Regions from separate parts of the Rattus norvegicus genome. Here region 2 is linked to region 1. Evidence: chromatin contacts called from public Hi-C data. All regions are on one chromosome and are shown on one strand. The core of a region is the stretch at or near the end of the contact, and the rest is flanking DNA. Distances in the headings are between cores, read along the strand shown. Region 1 holds the start of Styxl1 (serine/threonine/tyrosine interacting-like 1). Region 2 holds the start of Hip1 (huntingtin interacting protein 1).

Evidence for each region. Hi-C and Micro-C count contacts between places; a contact is called where the count stands out from the background.
Region 2: a contact with region 1 is called in a Hi-C map of hepatocytes, with 2.0 times the contacts expected there. The contact joins the promoter of Hip1 here to the promoter of Styxl1 in region 1. A contact is called at or near these places in 3 of 12 Hi-C or Micro-C datasets (hepatocytes, kidney and liver) and 1 of 1 datasets of contacts at active chromatin or transcription factors (oligodendrocytes).

Annotation. Positions count from the first base shown.
Region 1 is chr12:26,540,526-26,548,117 of GRCr8, reverse strand. Styxl1 (serine/threonine/tyrosine interacting-like 1) reads right to left here and starts at 3,923. Exons shown (of 9, transcript NM_001037788.2): 1 at 3,895-3,923. It overlaps Mdh2 (malate dehydrogenase 2), which reads left to right and starts at 4,277. Exons shown (of 9, transcript NM_031151.3): 1 at 4,277-4,444. The coding sequence starts at 4,379.
Region 2 is chr12:26,765,643-26,773,234 of GRCr8, reverse strand. Hip1 (huntingtin interacting protein 1) reads right to left here and starts at 3,288. Exons shown (of 31, transcript NM_001415756.1): 1 at 3,061-3,288. The coding sequence starts at 3,180. It overlaps LOC120095918 (a long non-coding RNA gene), which reads right to left and starts at 3,054. Exons shown (of 2, transcript XR_005491893.2): 1 at 1-3,054.

The sequences.
Region 1 (7,592 bases), core at 2,674-5,173:
CCACCCCTGGGTTGGTGGTCCTGGATGCTATAAGAACACAGGCTGAGCAAGTCATGAGGTGCAAGCCAGTAAGCACTGCTCTTCCATTGCCACCACATCAACAACTCCCTCCAGAATCCCACCCTGACTTCCCTGAAGATGGACTACACACTGTAAGATGGGATAAACTCTTCCCTCCCCAAGACGCTTTTGGTTTAGTGTTTTATCACAGCAAAGGAAACCCTAGGACAGTGGTTCTAGGGATGAAATCCAGGGCTTTATGCGCACTGGGCAAGCATTCTATCACTGAACACATTCCTTTTTTTTTTTTTTTTTTTTTGGTTCTTTTTTTTTCGGAGCTGGGGACCGAACCCAGGGCCTTGCGCTTCCTAGGTAAGCGCTCTACCACTGAGCTAAATCCCCAGTCCCACTGAACACATTCCTAAACACAACTCTCCTCTCTGTAGGGAATGGCTTCAACTCTGGTGTCTGTCTGTCTTACTGACATTTCTTCTTGCAGCATGTCCCCCTCTTGGAAATAACTCAACAGTAAACTCAATTCAGCCTCAAATGTAGCTCTTTTCCCAGTCTTCCTTCCACATAACCCAACTTCCCTTTTGACCTACGTATACTTTCCCCAGCCTGATTCAACACATTCATTCGTTTGTCAAGACAGGCTCTCACTATGCATCTCTGGTTGGCCTGGAACTCAAAGAGATCTACCTGCCTCTGGCCTCCTAGTGCTGGGATCAAAGGTATATACCACCATGCCTGACTCATTAAGAAACGACTTAACTTTGTTTTTGTTTAAGTGTATGTGTGCATGGCTATGAGCAATGTCAAAGCAGGAGCTGATGGAGGTCAGGAAAGGGAGCTGGATCCCCCAGAGTTAGAGCTATTAGGCAGTTGTGAGTTATCTCAAGCAGGTGCTGAGAACTGCTCAGGTCCTCTGTAAGAGTAGTACAAACTCTTAACTTCTGAGCCATCTTTCTAGCAACACATCCCTTTTTATTATCGTTAGTTTTGAGACAGGGTTTCATGTAACCCAGGCTGACCTTAAAAGTCTCTATAGAGTCAAGGATGATCTTAAATTTCTGGTCCTCCTTTCTTCATGTACCTTTTAAGTGCTGGGAATAAAGGCTGGCACCACCATGCACATGCAACTTTATGAGGTGCTGTGGAGCCTGTACTTGTCCCACCTCTATCCTTCTCTGGCTCCCCCCTTCCTTCACATTCCAGCCATCTCATTGTGTAGTCTCCCCCCAAAATCCCAGCCACTCATCCCTTGTATCCTCAGGCCCTGAGATCCTTTGTGTTGAAATCAAGTCCTGTTTCCCCCTGACATGCTTGTGATGATCCCAAAAGCTTTGCTAGACACACCCCAAGAATCAGACCCAAGGTTCCTGGCTAGTTTTCAGGGGCTCTGAACACCTGATGTTTCCAACCTCCTCTAAACTCATTCAACTCTATCAGAATTCAGTAGGGCCCACTCTCAGAATGGTCTCAAGTTGAACAAACAGAATGAGATGAGCTCAGTGTGTACAGTGCTTGCCCACCTTTCACAAGGGCCTGGATTGCATCACCAACACTGCATAAATTGGGTATATTGATGCAAGCCTGCAATAGCATCACTCTGGAATTAGAGGCAGGAAGATCAGGAGTTCAAGACCATCCTTGGCTACACAGAAAGTCTGAGGGCAACCTGGGGTACATTATACCCTGCCTTAAAAAAATAATAGGTGGTGGTGGCAGCGGCATGCTTTTAATCCCAGCATTTGGGAGGTAGAGTTTGTCAGTCCGATTTACAATTTCAGGAGAGCCAGAGGACTACACAGAGAAACGTTGTCTCAGAAGAGCAAAATTAATTAACTAATGATTAATACATACATACCTCCTGATCCCTAGATGACGTCAGAAAGTTAAACAATTACCAGAACATATAGTCCAGAGATAAGATCCAATATATCTTATCCAAATATCCCCACCCAACAGAAATAAAGTGTCTCCCTGAATACAAGTCTACATTTCCGTGCCTCTTCCATTCACTTGCCTACACACTTCCCACTTCTGAAGAATCAACAGCATGGTTTTTTTTTTCCTTCCACTGCATGGGTCCTGGAGATCGAACTCAGGTATCAAGTTTGGTGGCAAGCTTCTTTACCCACTGAACCATATTATCAGCTCACTAATTATAGGCAAGTTTCCAGACAAGAGACACTTCCCTCCTCCAGGGGTCCCATTGAGACCCACCCATTCATCTGGCAGGTCTCAGTTTAGATGGCTCATCTTCTGGAAGGTTCTTTTGTCTTTTTTTTTTTTTTTTTTTTTTTTTTCTGGAGCTGGGGACGGAACCCAGGGCCTTGCACTTGCTAGGCAAGCGCTCTACCACTGAGCTAAATCCCCAACCCCTTCTGGAAGGTTCTTTAACATGATCTCCATTCCAAACCCATTTTTCCCAGGTTCACACAGCACTGTATCACTTCTCCAAATGATAGTCAGATGCCCACTAGATTCCACTCCCCAAGGAAAAAAGGCAGGAAAGAACCAGGGGAGGCATATCCAATTCCAGACTGGGCTGGTAGTGCACTTTATCAATCCAGCAAAGAGGTAGAGACCACGGAAGACAGAGTCAGTCAACCACTGTGAACTCTCATGTGTTGCTATGTTTTTTATCTCTCGTGTTGTTACCACCAGCCTTGCTTTCTCTGTCACTGTCCCCAGCCAGAATGAGTCATTGAACTTACTACCATCCTGCTTCAGCCTCCAAGTACCTCAGATTATAGGACTTCTTAAGCAGAGCTGGGACACTGAACTTACATTTTTTTTTTTTTTTGGTTCTTTTTTTCTGGAGCTGGGGACCGAACCCAGGGCCTTGCGCTTCCTAGGCAAGCGCTCTACCACTGAGCTAAATCCCCAACCCCTGAACTTACATTTTATTGCTGGAGAATTTCACATTCATGTAAAGTGTTTTGGTCAAACCCAACCCATGCCCCCTCTTCCAGTTCCTTTTCTAACCCCAAATCTTCCACTTTTTTGTGTGTGTGGTTGTTATTTTGTTTTGTTTTGTTTTTTAACAGTTTTATGTTGGCCTCAAACTCACATGAATCCTCCTGAATATTTTCTATGTGTGTAGCATGCATTCGAATGTATGTAGGTGTATATGTGTGCATGTGTATATGTGTATGAATCCTTAGTTTTGCACTTTTATCATTTTAAATTCCGTTTATTTCTGTGTGTCTCCGTAGGTTTGTACACATGAGTGCCTGCGGAGGCCAGAGGCAATGGCTATCCTTGAAGCTAGAGTTACAGGGGGTTATGAGCCACATGTTAGAGTCCTAGGATCTAAACTCTGAAAGAGTGGCAAGGGCTCTTAACCACCGAGTCATCCCTCCAGCCCTGATTGTGAACTTTGGAATTTTTTTTTTTCAAATCCATGCGTTATGCGCTCACACATACCCCCGACTAGTAAGAAGGAAAAGGAGGGAAAAAGAGAAGAAAAAGCAAGAGGAAGAGCTGCAGAAACGTGCTCCCTGCACTGCTGGAAAGTTTGAGGGGTAGAGATAAGCCGAAAGCCCGAGTCACGATCTCCAAACGTTTCTTCGCACCACAGGACCGTGGTCCTGCACATCGCCTGTTGCCAAGTAACGCGAGTACTCGCTACTACGAGCAGGGGTGTGTGCAACGCCTGGAAACTCAACAAGCTTGGCTCCGTGTAACTGTGGAAAGGTCGGCTCTGACGGATACAGAGGTGGGGAGTTGCTGCCCACCCTGCCCCGGGACTCGTCTTTCCTTTGCTCCCCAGGACCCCAGCCAGTATCCCCGCGGGCAGGAAAACTGGGCCTGGCTGAGGTCAGGAGCTCCGGGGCCGCCTGACCTGCTGCGCGACTTCGGCAGGACGTCTGTCTGGAGTCCCACCTGGGTTAACGGTTCCTGTAAGGTACTTCTAACCTAGAGCCTGTCCTCTGGCGAGCGCTTCACAAGTCCTCCTAGCACCAGGTTGCTAGGGGCGGCCTCAAGACTCCGCCAAATGCCTGTGACCGTCCTAGCAGCAGACCCCGGAAGTGGGCAAAGCGTAACGGCGGGGAAGGAACGATCTGACAAAGCGAAGTCGAGACTCTCTCGCGAGATCTCGGAAGTGGGCGGAGCCCAGACCCGCATTCCTTTGGACCATAGGGAGGCGTGACGTCAGGCTTTTCCCGCGAGAACTCGAAAAGTGGGCCGGGTCTTGGTCGCGCTAGCCGAGCCTGTCTCGCGAGATTTGGTGCCGCAGAACCAAGCTTCTATCGCGAGATCAGGTGGCTCTGGACAGGACCGGCACTGCGCAGAGTGGAGGTCGTTGGAGTCACTTGTCTCCTCTCAGCTGCTGTGCCTGTAGGTCCGTGCCCCGCCCGTCCCAGCCATGCTGTCCGCTCTCGCCCGTCCTGTCGGTGCCGCTCTCCGCCGCAGCTTCAGCACTTCAGCCCAGGTACAAGGGGCTGCCTGCTCAGAAAGGAACTCCGGGGGTAGCACATGCATCCCGGGAGCTCGGGAGGTTTTTAACCCGCCAAGGCTCATGCTGGACGGCTGGGCCGCCCGGCTCTTATTCCTTCAGCATCCTGTGTAGAAAACCTGGAAGAGGGGCAAAGTCAGTCCAGGTTCTCCCCAGAGTATTCGCTCCCTGTAGATGCAGAAGACAAGGCCCTCGGTCCGGAAGCAGATTGCATTAATATGCAACTTTGCATTGCTTCGACATAACTGATTTTCTCCTCAGCCTCCATGCGAGTTATACATGAGGAGGAGAAATGACGTGTAACATTAACTTTGTAGTGCCGGCAGCCCGAGGTTCTGAGAGTAGAGAACTGAGTCAAGGTTACAGCAGTTTGACAGACTTGATTGAAATTAGCACTGTCAGTAGTCTTCTTCGCTAAGGGATTGCTTTCTTTATGTTCATTTATGTAGACCAGGCTGGCCTCGAACTCACACAGATCCGTCTCTGCCTCAGTACTGGGATTAAAGACATGCACCAAGCATTATTATTTGTGTGTGGTGTATGTGCACATGATTGTACAGAGGCTAGAGAAGGACATCAGTGTCTTGCCATCACTGTAGACCAGCGGTTCTCAACCTTGGCATCGATGACCCTTTCACAGGGGCCCCATATCAAATATTTATATTGTAATTCATAACAGTAACAAAATTAAGGTTACAAAGTAGCAATGAAAGTGATTTTTATGCTTGAGGGTCCCAACGTAAGGAACTGTATTAAAAGGTTGCAGCATTAGGAAGCTTAAGAACCACAGTTTTAGACCTTACTTCTTTTAGAGAAGGCCTTTGTCTGCCAGGCTGGGGAACTGGGCTTTGAACTCAAGTCCTTATGCACTTAACAACTGAACCACCTCCTCTACTGGAGCCTTCTTTCTCTTATGAATTATTCTTGGAGGATCATCCCTGCTTTGGGTAGACTTGGCCTAGGACAGTTACAGCTAAGCTATTTATAGTCACCTTCTTCTGGGCCGGTGCTTCTTTAACTAGTGCATGTCAGAATCAATAAAGGCATCCCAGGATCTTGTCAATAGGGCAGGGTCTGTATTTTTACATATCTCTAGCAAAGTCGATACAACCAAGGCCACACTCCAAATAATTCGAGGAAACTCTACATTTATTATTATGTCATGTCTTCCTGTTCCCCATCCAATCAATTCATTGAAAAATAAAGATAACAGGGTCTGGAGATGTACTCAGCAGTTAAAAGTGTTTGCTGATTTTGCAGAGAACGGATTTTGGTTTCCAGGACCCAAGGCAGTTGGCTCCTAACCACCTGTTACTCCAGCTCCAGAGGATCTGAAGCCACTTCTGGCTGCCATGGGCACTGCATCTAAACACACACACCAGATAATAGAACAGAAAGCCAACCTAAGCATATTGCACACTGGGTCTGTGATGCTTGTAATCCCAGCCACTCAAGAGTTCCAGGCAGGAAGATGAAGTTTGAGACCCGCCTGGGTAGTTTAGGAGGACTCTGTCTGACAGGAAAACAGTGCTGGGGACATAGTTCAGTGGTAAACACTTGCTAGGTATGTCCAAGGCCCTGGGTGCTCAGAGATGACAAGGATGAATAAGAAGTGGCCTGGGGTGGTCCACAAATGAGGTAACTGTGGTAGGTGGACATGGAGATAGACGCAGAGCGGCAGAGTAGGGTTAGCTCCGCAGAGCGTGAATGGTGTGGCTCGGTGTCGGTGTGTGTTTGTGGAGCTGAGGATCGAACTCTGGGCCGTATGCATGCTAAGTGAACGCTGTGCTGCTGCTGGGCTGTATCCCCAAGTTCAGCCTCTTTGGGTTCGTTTGCTTGTTTTCATTTTAGAAAGAATGTCACTATGCACCTTGGGCTAGCCTGGACCTGGACCTGGAGGTCTCTATGTAGACCTAGCTGGCCTCAGACTAGAGATCCACCTGACTCTGTACTTTTTGCATGCTGAGATTAAAGGGTGCATCGTATGCCAACTTCCATTTGAATTTCGATAGTAGGCAAAGCACAGAATGCTATATTTTGATTTAAAATTTTAATTGTGTGTGTGTGTGGATATAGCATATATCACGGGTGTAGGACAGGACATCTTGCAAGAGTCCTTGAGTGTGCGTGTCACAGCACAGGAGTGTGCACAGGGCAAGTTGCTGGAGTCTTTTCTCTTTTCACCATATGGGGAAGATTAGAGATTGAACTCATGGCTTTGGAAGCAAGTCATTTTACTTGCCTAGCTATCCCACAGGCACAGGCCCAGAATCAGAATGTGACATTTCAGTGAAGACCAGCAGAAAGCATAGATTACATGTAGAAGGAATTGGAGGCAGGAGGACAGTGAGTTCCGCATGTGGGGCAGGGAGGTGTGGAATAATCAAGACTGTCAAGGGAGGAATGGAGAGGACCCAGCAAGCCTTGTAAAACGTGGACATTGTCTCAAAAGTGAGGTACCATTTTGAACAGAATGGGTAATTGGTAGGTAGGGGGAGGCGGGTAAAGAGTCTCTGTGATGTGGGTGGCACTATGGGTGTGGTGGGAATCGGTGGAGCTCACCAAATTTGTTGATCAGATAAGGAAGAGTGGAGTCGTGGACAGTGCCAGGGTTTGGGCCTATATGATGGAATTTCCTGAGATGGTAAGAGTTCTGGAAGGGCTTGTAGACTAGCACTCAGTGGTAGTGTGCCTGTCTGGAGTCACCCAGCGAAGGGCTGAGGGCATGGTTAAGACTCCCCCAGTGAAGGGCTCTGGATGTGGTTGGTGGTACAGTGAAGACTTTGCAGAGAGAGCAAGTGTGGAGTATTAAACAAAATTCAGTGGCTCAGCTTGCAGTAGATTGAGAAAACAAAAAGAAAATATCAGTTGGACATCCAAGTAGCTCTTGATAAAACAGTGGAGTAAATCCAGAGGCACCTGGCATCCTGCAGCACTAAGCGTGTTTGGGCTCCGGCGATCTCAATGGTGAAGTGCAGTCGAGGGCTTCAATGTGTCCCTCCCCCACCCCTATGTGTTTTCTGTCTGTGCGTTTGAGTAGCAGAAACACAAATCTGGAACACAGACTTACATTCTAAAAAGCAGAAGTTGTGGACGAAATTTCGGTTCTATCCATCCTCAATAT
Region 2 (7,592 bases), core at 2,039-4,538, 230 kb before region 1:
CAGCCTTGGTGGGGGGCACCCCTGCAATCCCAGCACTCGGGTGGAGGCAGGAGGATCAGGGGTTCGAGACCATCTTTGTCTTCATAGCTAGTTAGAGAGCAGCAGAACTACAAGACACCCTGTCTCAAGACGAAAAGAAACGAACAGAACTCAATCATCTTCCAGGGCTGCTCAGGACTCCGAGGTAGCAAGGCAATGGTTAAAGGTTGGGACCACTTCCAACTGTGTTTACCCAACAAGTTATTTAACTTTGGTAGGCCTCAATTTCCTCTAAGCAAACTGGGGTTGGTAACCACTCCATCAGCTCTTGAGAAGATTAAAGAAAGCAAATAGGCCACGGTATTTAGTGGGCCTCCAAACGCAGTCATTAGCTACAATTATTATAAAACCCTTGCTGATTCTCTTGGTCTCTGAAGATATCAGTGGTTTTGTTGGTTCATTTTGCTTATATTTTGTAACTTTTGGGTTACTGACATTCTTTTGCAGATAGGGTCTCCCTATGTATAGGCATGGTTAGCCTGGAATCTGCTATGGAGACCACACTGGCAAGGATCCTCCTGCCTCTGCCTCCTGAGTGCTGGGATTGTCAAAGTGTCCCACCATGCCTGCCAGCTTGAGAGAATTTCAACAACTCAGTTGGATTGTGCTGCCTCATGCCAGTAATCTGAGCACTAGGGAGGCCAAGGCAGGGAGATGAAAGTTTGAGGGCCAGCCTGGTCTACATAGCTGAGTTCCAGGCTAGCCTGAGCAACACAGTAAGATCCTCACTCAAATAAAACAAAAGCAACAATAACAAAACAAACAAAAAATTAAAAAAAAAAAAACCCTCAGCACTTGGGAGGCAGAGGCAGGCAGACCATTGTGAGTCTGAGGCTAGCCTGATCTACAAAGTGAGTTCCGGGTCAGCCAGAGCTGTTATACAGAGAAACCCTATCTGTAAAAATCAAAAAGAAAAGAAAAAAAGGGGAGGGAGGAGTTTCCATAACTGAAAAACTCTGCTGTAGTATATCTCAATGCGTGTGCACACATGCACACACACACACACACACACACACACACACACACACCAAATCTGACTAATAACAAGTGTTCTACGAAGGTAAAATTAGACACTGACCTACCAGTCTTCCTGTTGAGTATTCCCTGGGTAACTAGGAAAAATGTTAGTTGTGGCTGGAAACATTTCAAATGCCTAATTTCTTTCTTTTTTTTTTTTTCTTTTCTTTTTTTTTCGGGGCTGGGGATTGAACCCAGGACCTTGTGCTTCCTAGGCAAGCGCTCTACCACTGAGCCAAATCCCCAACCCCTCAAATGCCTAATTTCTATCACTGTCTATTAATTTCAAACTTTCAAAAACACTCTTAATGTAATTTTGGGTGTGTGTGTATGGAGGGGTGTTCATGGCGCAGCTCAAAACTGAAGTCAGAGGGCAACATGGCTCCTTCCCTGGCATGAAACGCAGGTGGCCCCTTAGCCAGCTCCACTGGGCCTAAGCTCAAACTTTTGTTTTGTTTTGTCTTTGTTTTTTTGGAGCTGACGACTGAACCCAGGGCCTTGCGCTTGCTAGGCAAGCGCTCTACCACTGAGCTAAATCCCCAACCCCAAGCTCAAACTTTTATGTCTAACTTACTGCTCCAGTTTTAAGCTATCAGAGATTCTCAGACGGTTGGATGTCACAAAATAGCTCCGGCTTATTTTCCTCTTTCAGTTTAAAAATAAAAGAGGTTTGTAGCGGGGAGAAGATGAAAACTTTCTTTTTCCTTTTGGCAGCAATGCCCAAAGTTCAGAAGATCTGAGAAATTAAAAAAGTTCCAAAAACCCTTAGACATTGAGAGGTAAGTGAATGCCGGTTCTCCTCCTCCCCGGGTACAACTACCCCTTTTTTCCCCCAGACACAAGAAGTGGATCCAGGGGTCTCAGAAACAAGAGGTGGATTAAAGTCCCCTGGGGTGAAAAGGCTGTCTTCCGTGCACCGTCCATTTATAGAACTCACGGGCTCTCCTATCTCTTCCACCTTTTCTACTCACAGAACACCACAGGGGAGCTGCCTCTGGCTGAAGTCAACTCGATCTTCAAAGTAGAACTTGGAGAGCCAGAGGAGAACAAGAAATCTACGGGCCCAGCTTCCGCAGTGGGATCCGAAGGGTTGTACTCTCAGATTTTACATACAGATGAATTGGTAACTACACACCCAGCGCCTCACTACTTGACTCGGTCCGATCGATACAGCATGCATAAAAGCTTGAGATAAAAGTGGATAGTGGCTTTTTGTTGATAACCGCGGTGGAATTTTGGCCATCTGCCCTGGTCAGACCAGACAAGGCAGGCGGTCTGCTTAGTAGCTGTCAGGCATATTTTGGAGGGTGAAAGGAAAACCGCAAATCAGGATTCTATGTATCACTGGAGAGCTTAACCCGACACGCGAGGGTCTGACAGTCCAAGCGTCGCAATTCCTACACGCGTCCCCATTTCTCCAAACCCCCGGGGGTCATTTTCCAAGTTGGACCACACTTCACATTTCCTACGGTCCCTCCCATCACTCAGACCCCTTTGGCGCAGCCTCTGAGGCCAACAGCTGGGGCTGCTGAGAGCCAAGTTAGAGGCACCGTTGAACGAGATGCTGGGGAATGAAGGAAGAAGTCAATACTAAAGTAAAGCGATCAGAGCCACCCTTTACACCTCTACGTTGGTGTCCCCACACTTGCAAAAACCGAGTGACTTCCAAGTGCTTCCCCTACCCAGGAGCACCCCTTCCATCAGTCCCTTTTCGACTCCCTTTGGCCTCCCTTGTGACCTCTGATGGTGCTCGCCGAGGCTATTCTCTCAGTTGCAGGAATCTGCAGTTCCCCGGAGTACACCCCGACCCCCGTGCCAGTAGGGATGCCCAGGTCCCGGACCTCCCTGGGACCCGCCTAGTTCCGCACCCCAAAATGATTCTGATCGCAGCCACCTTGCCTAATTCCCTCCCGGGACTGCAAGACTCACTCCGTTCCAAGCCTCTCTAGCACCCTGCATCACTCCAGGTGCCCCCAGGGATGCCCCAGGGTTCTCGAATCTCACCTGAGTCCGCTCGAAGCTCTCGCGCTCCGCAGCCTCCATCCCAGCACCAACCCCGCGCCGGCTCAACACTTTGGGCAGCGGGTTGGGTACCTGCTTCATGGAGCTGGCCATCCGGTCCATGTTGTCTGGGTGAACAGAGTCAGGGGCCCTCGGCCGCCCCGGGATCCCCGCGGCGCCTCCCGCCCCTCCCTACCCGCGGGGATCCGGCGCTAACGGGGACAGATTACGTCTTCCATTGGTTGACAGCGCTGTCCATCTCCCTCAGGACCCACCCCATCTCTCCAAGAGGCTTTTCCCCACATCCCTTTTCCCACTTCGGAGGCGCTCCGCTCACTTCACCGGCTGGCCCGCCTCAGAGCGGTCGGCATGCTATGACTGGTCTGAAGGTTTGTCCGTTAACTTCTGTGGGCAGGACCTGGTGGGCTCTTGCTCCCTCCCCGAGGCTCCGCCCCATGATCGATACACCGCCTTCCAGGCCTAGAAATGCACTGTCATTGGTCTGAAGAGTTATCTGTCAACACAGCAGGGCTGGCTTCGTGAGCTGCCCTCACCATTTTTTTGCTGCTCCACCCTACATCCGTCACTCCTCCTTTGTTCCCACCCTACAGGACCAAAAGAGCACCATGATTGCTCTGAAGGCTTGTCCGTCATCTTAATGGGGCAGGGCCTGGCTGCTACAGACCAGCCCTTGAGACTCCACCCTATCTCGAAGCGCCACCTCCTGGGCCCTTCTCTGCTGCGGGTTGCTGAGCTCGAAGAGCTGCCGTCCAGCCGGCGCCACGAGTTCCCGAGGGGGACGGAAAGGCAGATCAAGGGAAGCATGGCTGCACCGCTTTCACCAGGCTTGCCGGGGAACTCCGCATCAGTGTGGTCCGGCGATGGCGGCCTTAGTGGCTCTCGAAGTCTCCTCCCCGTGCATTCCTATCTGCCAGTTCTGGAGGATCGCCGACCCGGGTCCCCAAGTACTGGACTTTGACTGCGGGTATCTCCCCAGAGCTTTCCCTTACCTTGGTAGAAACCCCAACAGATGCTCCTTGTTTATCTATAGCAGGGTCCACTCCTCCCATCCTGTTCTGGGAGCATCTACAGACTGGGACGTGTGCTCCTCAGCAAAGAAAATGTTACACGTTCTCTACTAACAGAACCAGTGGCACCGTTAAGAATTTAAAAAAATTGATGATGCTATTCATCTATCTGTTCAAGAACCCAGTACACGTCTCACTTGTACTAGGCAATGTTTTGATTAATGAATGACAGCATCAAACTCATTATATAGCCGAGTCCCTCGAATCTCCGTGGACCACGATGCTTGGCTTTTGTTAATGTGTGTGAATTATGTACCTGTGTGTATGTGTGGGACTGTGCTCACGCGGCAGTGCACCTGTGGAGGTCAGAAAGCAAACAAGATTCTGTTCCCTACCATGTGGATCCCAGAGAGCTGACGTGGGTCGTAGGCTTAGTAGCAACTTACCTGAGCGATCACACCAGTGGGACGCTTTAAAGACAGTGTTCCAAGACAGGTGGTGGCGGCCCACAGCTTTAGTCACAACACTCAGGAGGCAGAGGCAGATGGATCCCTGAGTTCAAGGCCAGCCTGGTCTATAGACTGAGTTCCGGGACAGCCAGTACTCTGTGTGTGTGTGTGTGTGTGTGTGTGTGTGTGTGTGTGTGTGTGTGTGTGTGTGTTTAACATTTCTTTATTGTGTATACAGTGTTTTGCCTGCATGTATGCCTGCACACCAGAAGAGGGCATCGGATCCCATTATAAACGCTTGTGAGCCACCATGTGGTTGCCAAGAATTGAACTCAGGACCTCTGGAAGGACAGCCAGCACTTTTTTTTTTTTTTCGGAGCTGGGGACCGAACCCAGGGCCTTGCGGTTGCTAGGCAAGCGCTCTACCACTGAGCTAAATCCCCAACCCCAGCCAGCACTCTTAACCTCCGTGTTATCTCTCCAACCCTTTACATTGTGGGTTTTTTTTTTTTTTTTTTTTTTTTTTGAGATAGGGTTTCTTTCTGGCCTTGAGCTCACTAAATACTCTAACAAGCCTTAGGGATCCCCCCCCACCTCTGCTTCTTGGATTACAAGCAAAACCCACCAGGTGGGGGCTGGAGAGATGGCTCAGCGGTTAAGAGCACTGACTGCTCTTCCCGAGTTCAAATCCCAGCAACCACATGGTGGCTCACAACCGTCTGTAATGAGATCTGATGCCCTCTTCTGGTGTGTCTGAAGACAGTTATGGTGTACTTATACATAAAATAAATAAATAAATATTAAAAAAAAAACCAAAACTTACCAGGTCTATTTGGTGGTGGTGGTGGTGGTGGTGTGCGTGTATGTATCATGCATGTTCTTGTGTGTCTGATGTGGATTCAAGGAATCAACTCAAAATCCTTGTGCTTGTAAGAGAAGTACTTTGTCAATGATCTACCACCCCGGTACCCAAGGGAATGATTTCAACGAAGAACACCAGTGGGACAGACAGTGCCTCTCACACTCTGACCTTGGTGTGGCCATTCTGAGTTCCACACTGGTCTTATGCTCTGGGCTCAGCTAAGGACAGATTTAGGCCTCCTTGTTCAGATTTTATGGCATCAATAAACACCAGCCTTTTAAACAAGGATTAAGGGATCAGCCCAGTTCTTATTAGAGTAAACCAGAGTGGGAAGGAGGAATTTGTGGTTCGGAGGCACCGAGCAGGGAAAGATTCAAGACAGCTAGTTTTCCTGTGAGATAGAACAGGTCAAAAAAGAAGGACCCAGGGCTGGGGGTGGGGATACAGTCCACTTGTCAATGTGCTTCTCTAAGCATCCAGGAAGCCCTGGATCCCATCCTCAGCACTGCCTAAACCGGGCACAGTTTGCTGGTGTGTGCCTGTCATCCCGGTACTCAGAAGACAGGGGCAGGAGGCTCAAACGTTCAGGGTCCTCCTTGGCTACATAGCAAGTTCTGGAGCAGCCTCAGCTACACGAGACCAGCCCAAAATAATAAGACAAGGGCAGTGAGATGGCTCGGCAGCTAACAGGCACCTGCCACCCAACTTGGCAATGTGAGTTCGATTCCTGGGATCCTCATGGAAACAAGAAAACTGATTCTTGCAAGTAGTCCTCTAACCGCCACATGGGTAAACACACACACACACACACACACACACACACACACACACACACACACTGCAAGTTTGGAGAGAATTCAGTTGCTGTTCAGAGTTAAGTTCCCAGTGCTGGTGTCAAACAGTTTATAACCATCATTAACTCCAACTCCAAGGGACCGGATATCCCTTTCTGGCTCCCAGGGTACCTGTGTAAGCACGTAATGGGCAAACTGTGTCCCAAATAGTTCAGATCTATTTAGCATAGATAGACCTGGTTTGAGGATATCTACAGGTCTCAGTTGGGTCTGCAGAGCCCTGGTTGGGATACCCAGGTTCTTGCAGCCCAAAGCAACTGAACCAGGGTCATCTGGAGAGCAGGAGAAACAGAGACCAAAGAAAGACAGGCATTGGGGGCTGGAGAGATGGCTCAGCGGTTAAGAGCACTGACTGCTCTTCCAGAGGTCCTGAGTTCAATTCCCAGCAACCACATGGTGGCTCACAACCATCTGTGATGGATCTGATTCCCTCTTCTGGTATGTCTGAGACAGCAACACAGTACTCATACATAAAATAAAATAAATCTTTTTTTAAAAAATTGAAAAAAAAAAAAGAAAAACAGACATGTAGTAGAAGGGGAGGAGCCAGCAAGCTGGGGGTGGGGGGGAACAGAAGTTAAATGGCCCTGGGTCTTTTTTTTTCCCTTCTTCTTCTACCTTTTTCTTTCTTTCTTTTTTTTAAATTAATTTTTATTTATATGAGTAAAATGTCACTCTCTTCAGACACACCAGAAGAGGGCATCAGATCCCATCACAGATGGTTGTGAGCTACCATGTGGTTGCTGGGAATTGAACTCAGAACCTCTGGAAGAGCAGTCAGTGCTCTTAACCACTGAGCCATCTCTCCAGGCCCTTCTTCTTCCTTTTTAAACCAAGAAAAGTTTTATATTTTTTTCTCGCAGTAGCTTTGTTAATTGTACAAAATCACGATGGGTTTTTCCCATTTAAACATATTATGCAGTCCTATTCTGAAAGACAAATGTTCATCAAAAAACAAAGCAAAAAATAAAAATTTTCAGCCTTCATCACCTGGACTTGTCATTTAAAAGAAAAGGGGCTTCCTTACGAGCATTCCCACAATGCCCCGTTTTTTCCATAAAAGGGAAGGATTTCGAAACGAGAGGTGAAATAGCTTAAGCAGAAATCATCATGAAATGAACCTCACAGAATTAGTAATAATCTTAAGACAACATTGGCTAACGTACAGCGTCTTCCTCAGCTCCCAACACAGGACTGAGACAGGCTGTGTCATAACAAAGCACATTCAGCATTCCAGTGAATGAAAAACTGTGCTAAACCCACAAGCATTTGCTGTTCCTAGAGAGACTAACTCTGTGGGTTGTTTAGAAAGCCCCCATCCTCTGCACCTGCGCATCTTGGG